Regions from separate parts of the Mus musculus genome. Here region 1 is linked to region 2. The links are chromatin contacts, called in public Hi-C maps. All regions are on one chromosome and are shown on one strand. Each heading gives the region's core, a stretch centred on a gene start, on an enhancer-like site or on the middle of the called end of the contact. The rest is flanking DNA. Distances are from core to core; before and after follow the strand shown. Region 1 overlaps A930006I01Rik (RIKEN cDNA A930006I01 gene). Region 2 overlaps Slc1a2 (solute carrier family 1 (glial high affinity glutamate transporter), member 2).

Region 1 (2,740 bases), core at 177-2,676, 640 kb before region 2:
AGGGGTTTGGAGTGAAGAAATGGAAGGCTGAAACAGTATTATACTCTAATCTCAAAAAAAAAAAATTAAAAGAAGTAAACGAAATAAGAAAAAAGATTCAGAACAGATGCAGAGACCCGCAACCAAGCATTAGGTGGAGCTCAGGGGAACTCCATGGGAGGGGGAAGAGGGAGGATTGTTGGAGCCAGAAGGAGTGGAGGGGACCATGAGAACATAAGAACATGGCTCACAGAATTAACTAGGCAGGGATCATCGGGGCTCACAGACACTGAAACAACCACAGCACCTACTTGGGTCTATGTTGGTCATGGTTGTGTAGCTTGGTGTTCTTGTGGGACTCCTAACTGTGGGAGCCGGGTGTTTCTGACTCTTGCCTGCTCTGGGACCATTTCCTCCTATGGGGTTGCCTCCCTCATCCAGCCTTGATCTGAGGTTTGTGCCTAGTCTTATTGTAACTTGCTATGCTGCGCTAGGTTGATATCCCTGGGAAGCTTGCTCTTTTCTGAAGGGACCCAGAGGAGTGGTTTGGGGGGAAAGTGGAGGAGGGGAGCTGGGGGAGAGAGGGAGGGAACTGGTTAGAATGTGTTGTACGAGAGAGAGAGAGAGTCCGTTAAAAAATACTTACATGTATAAAAATAAAGAATTATGTAATAAGGCAGAAAGTGATCAAGATAGACACCCAGCATAAACCTGTGGCCTCCACACTCAGACACACATATTGTGAGACACACATGTCTTTGAGATCTTATCTGACACATAGCTTCACTGAGAAAGAGAATTAACATTTAAAATAGGGAGTGTTTTAAACCAATAGCATGCGTCTTCATCTTTTGACCCTGGTCTTTTTCACTTCCTCTTGAGAATGTTCTGTGTTCTGGATAGGAGCCTTGCATGCAGCTTGTTAAAAACTTCCCTTCTTTTTTTAATATTAAAAAATTTTTCTTTATAAATGTTTGTGGTTGGTATATAAGCATATGTTCATTTTTCTTTATTGACTTTGCACCCAGAAACATTGTGAAAACTATTTTACACTTATTTTGTGTGTGTGTGTGTGTGTGTGTGTTTGAGAGAGAGAGAGAGAGAGAGAGAGATCCATGTCTGGAGGTCAGAGAACAGCTTGTAAGAACTGTTTTTTTCTTTACACCATGCAGGTTTCGGTGATCGAATTCCATTTATCAGACTTCGCAGCAAACCTCCTTACCTGTGGAGCCATCCTGCCTGCCCTTGGGAAACTTTTGAATTATAAAAGTTGTCTATGGCTTTTCATGGATTTTTGATGAGGGTAAGAGTATGACCTCTCCATCCAATTGACATCGAGATACCTACAGGCCTAACCCCAGACCTGTGGCCTAAGACCAGGCCTTGTTAAAGAGCCCTCCTTGTCTGATAAATGTGGTTCTCACTACTCATCAAAGAAACTTCCCTTTTCAGCAGAAGCTAGCTTAGAAAACCAGCTGTGGTTTTCTGTGGTCAAAATAAAGCAAACAAATGATGGTATGGTGGCCAGCCCCAATGGATACATCACTAACACAACTCCCACACCCAAAGCTCAAGGATCTCACCAACATCATGGGAGATGGGACAGAAAGAGTGTAAGAACCAGAGGACCAGGAAATCTGCTGTGAGATTGTGTCTCTTAAAAAACAAACAAACAAACAAACAAACAAACAAACAGGAAGGCTTTACCCAAGATACCTCAACAATATGGCTGTCTAAAGAAGACCCCAACAATGACAGTGTGAATAGGCATGCTAGCATGGAAGAGGGAACTCTGATAGGGCCACACCCCTGAACAAAAGACTACAGATAACTAACAACTGCCAAGAGAGGGAGAGTTAGTCTTCCCCAGGGATAAGCCCCCATTATAGTTGTTCAATACTAAATGGTCAACCCTGAAATCATATGCATACAAGCATGAGTAAATGGACTCAGCAGATTACATTTATGTATTTATGTACATGTATGTTATACATATATGTATGAGTATATGTATATGATGTATATGTATGCCATAATAATAATTATCATCATCATCAAAGTAAAACAGGTGATGAATATGAGAGGGAGCAAGGGAGAAAAAGAGGGGATTGGAGGGACAGGACACAGCTGGAGTACCTGGAGTGAGGAGCGGGAGGAGGGAAGTGAGGTAACTATGCTTAAAACATTTTTTTAAATTATTGAGGAAAAAGAATATAATCCACAAAACAATTCTTATGTCTCTATTTTTTCTTTCTTTTATTGTGTATGTGTATGTGGAGGTGTGGGTGTGGTGCGTACACACATGTGTGCAGGTGTGAACACCCATGCATGTGTGGAGACCAGAGGAAGACTTTGGGTACCCTGTCTATTACGCCTTAGTTCATTGAGACACCGTCTCTCAAGGAGCCTGATCTAGGCTGGCTGCTGGCTAGCTTGGCAATCTTTCTGTCTCCACTTCTCACATTGGTGGAGTCACAGGTGCCACAGCCATGTCTGAGTGTTAAGGATTAATCCGTTTTTTTGTTTTTTGTTTTTTTTTTAACACAGGGATTCAAGCTCAGGCCCTTATGTTTATACAGCAGGCACTCCTTCACCCTGAGTCGGCTCCCCAGCCTGCCTGTCTTTATCTCTTGTTCTTGTCTCACCCTGTAGATGCTGCTGAATAGAGACCGGCGAGAACCAGCCTCCTTCTTCTACTTGAAGATGCAGAGGGAACATTTTCAAAGTTCCTCCTTTGAACTCATTGTTCAGGATTTTACTG
Region 2 (2,762 bases), core at 168-2,667:
GCATTTCCTGCAAATGATATAAATGAACTCAGACTCTTGTCTTAGAACCTTCCCCTGAGAACTTGAATAAGTACAGAGTAGAAGTCACACCTGTCACCTTCCAAGCAGAAGCATGAAGAGCTTTCCCATGGTCCTGTCATCGCTCTTTGTCCCTTTGCTATAAGATGCACCTTTGCTTCTTGGTATGGAGCTCATACTGAGAAAACTCAGTCAAACCCTGAAGTCCACGCTTTAGTTGTTGGGAGCCTCTGAAATTAAGGACTGTTTGCTCCTGAAGCACGGCCTGGTGAAAGCTGACTGAACTGATTCGGGACTTCTTCCTCTTCCAGAACGTTTCTAGCTGACTGTTACAGTAGACCTGGGCTGCTTACCTTCCTAGTGATACTCTTTCCAGGGAAAATTGCACCACACAATCATGTTACATACTGGAGCTTGGAGACAATCATCTCTGCCTTTCCCTTTGTGGAGTCTCTCTGCAATTCATGGTGTTCCGTCTAATGGTGGTACATTGGGGAAATGTCTGCAAACTTTGAGTTACTGAGTTCTACCATGACTCAGTTCATACTTCAGGGATTGCCACAGAGTCCAGTTGCTGCTATGGGAAGAGACTCACCATGCTGGGGGTAGGGTGGGAAGTAGCAAAAGAAGCCACCCAGAAGCTGCCCTGAGCATAGCCATTATGGGGAAGGCCCTGCTTCCTCACAGTTCTGATGCACGCTCTGACCCCAGAGCCTATCCTGCATGACTCACTTTTTATGGTTCAATGAAGACAGAAATGAATGTCTTTCTCATCCTCCCATTTTAGCCATCAGCTCTCAGAACAAGCTTGGTTAACACCCATAGTTTCGGTGCAAAGATTAGTGTTATCCAGCCCACAAAAGGCTTGCTTCACTTCTTAACAAACTAGAAGCGAGAATGGCATTCTTCTCTCCCCAGTGACCTTGGCATGTGTTGAGTGTGAACCATGGGTTGTATATGAACCGAAAACCTGCAAAAGGCCACCATTCACTCAGCAATCAACCTTCCTTTCCCCAACTTTTGTTAGCTTTGAAATGTCTCAGTGACACCTTGTTCTTGTTTCCTCTAAAGGGGTTAGCACAAACTGCATTTGAAGAGAAATATTTGCATGGCCTATATCATGAAAAGCCAGCATCTCCTCAGCATGACAATAAAGATAGCATGAAATGGCTTTATAAAGACTGGCTAGATGTTATTACTTCCTGGAGTCTCTGACACCTGCTCTCTCTGTTTAAAAGGGGAGGCTGAAACAGACTGGGACAGTACAAGGACAAGACAGCCTGTTAGCAGGATTTAATCTTTGCCATGATCAGAAAGATCAAGAGGAACAGAAAGCAAGGGTTCTCAGCATGTTGTAAGTCTTTAAAGTTCCTCACTAGGACACCCAGCCTTCTTGTGATCTTCTGGCATCATCTGCCACTCACCAGGGCCATTTCCCACTCATGATGGTAATATCACTTCCCTGGGTCCTTATGCAAGTATGGCTGAGTTAGCGACAGCACCAGCTGTACAGCCTTCCTCTGCAGAACATTGCCCTGTTCTCCTACCTCCACCTGTGTGACACTGGCAAAGCTACTAAACCTCTCTGAGTGCTTCCCTCAGCTGCAAAGTAGGAAGAACGGTGGTCCCTGGTTACAATGTGAAGGCCTTCAGAAAATCCTTGTTCAATAATGTTCAGTCAGTCATGCCTGCCATTACTATTTACTATCATCAAGTACATGTTTTTGTTTGTATATGTGTTTCCAATCATGCATGTGCACACACGCACTCATGCCTACGGGGAGCCAGAAATCAATGTGTCTTCTATTACTCTCCACCTCATTTTTTTTGAGCCAGGGGCTCTCCCTGAACATGAAGCTTGCTGATTTGCTAGACTAGCTGACTGGTGAGCCTCAGGGATCCTTCTGCCTCCACCTGACTAGCACCGGGATTCCAAGGGTTCAGTGCCTTACTAGGGCTTTTTTTGTGAGTGCTGAAACTCCAGACTCGGATACTTATGCTTGTGTAGCAGTGCTTCATCCGCTGAACCATCTCATTAGTTCCATGCCAGGTATCCTGATACCCATTCACCAGCTGACCGATGAAAACCCGACTTGAGCAATCTACCCAAATCGTCTGACTTCTCCCAGTCCACTGTGCAATGCCCTTAAGGAGCAGCAAAGGTTGTCACCTACGTTTTAAGTTGAGCATTTTTATGCCAGTCCTTTGTCTTTCCTAACTCTTTGGGCTTGCTTCACTGTGTCACACTACAACACAAAAGATGGCGCATGGCTGCAGGCAAGCCCTCTATCTGGGCAGGTTCAGGCACAGTTGGGCTGAGTGTGCTCTGCCTTTGGTCCCGGCTTGTAGGGCTTGCTCTGTAAATTAAGGGCCTAAGTGAGAGAAGGCAGTGGCTCCTGAACACTTGGAGGAGGATCAGAGCTGAGCTGTGCCTCTCATGCTGGACTGCATGTAAACAGTGCAGTGCTGCACGCTTTTATTTTAAATGTTCCAGCTATACCTTTCCCACTTTAATTAAGTGCCACTGTGGCTTACCAGCTGCAGCAAATACATTTTAAAAATCATAGCACAGAACACTATATCTACTGCTCATGTTCTTTCTAGTGACCTTCTGAGGTTGGGGAGCAATCTTTTGACATTATTCCATGATGCCACTATATATAAAGTTCACACTTGGGAGCCATGCAATTGACTGACAAAAAGAAAGAAATGGCTTTAAAAAGCCTCATATTTTAAGTCCAATT

Evidence for each region. Hi-C and Micro-C count contacts between places; a contact is called where the count stands out from the background.
Region 1: a Hi-C map of bone marrow-derived macrophages shows a contact between it and region 2, with 14 read pairs. The contact joins two enhancer-like sites. A contact is called at or near these places in 2 of 15 datasets of contacts at CTCF or cohesin (large pre-B cells and pro-B cells), 81 of 484 Hi-C or Micro-C datasets (the AML12 cell line, B cells, the BV-2 cell line and 53 more), 3 of 115 datasets of contacts at active chromatin or transcription factors (bone marrow-derived dendritic cells, embryonic stem cells and fibro-adipogenic progenitors) and 2 of 9 other capture datasets (embryonic stem cells and macrophages).

Annotation. Positions count from the first base shown.
Region 1 is chr2:103,340,442-103,343,181 of GRCm38.p6, reverse strand. A930006I01Rik (RIKEN cDNA A930006I01 gene) reads left to right here. Exons shown (of 3, transcript NR_040332.1): 2 at 1,152-1,282; 3 at 2,632-2,740. Among named protein-coding and RNA genes, the nearest start is that of A930006I01Rik, 31 kb to the left of the region's middle. Within about 2 kb of position 1,426, at least 9 of the 459 cell types and tissues checked have an H3K27ac peak or open chromatin away from gene starts, as enhancers often do. A contact at or near this core is called in bone marrow-derived dendritic cells and bone marrow-derived macrophages, where this site is marked.
Region 2 is chr2:102,699,591-102,702,352 of GRCm38.p6, reverse strand. The region is part of intron 1 of Slc1a2 (solute carrier family 1 (glial high affinity glutamate transporter), member 2); the gene reads right to left. Among named protein-coding and RNA genes, the nearest start is that of Slc1a2, 42 kb to the right of the region's middle. Within about 2 kb of position 1,417, at least 19 of the 459 cell types and tissues checked have an H3K27ac peak or open chromatin away from gene starts, as enhancers often do. A contact at or near this core is called in bone marrow-derived dendritic cells and bone marrow-derived macrophages, where this site is marked.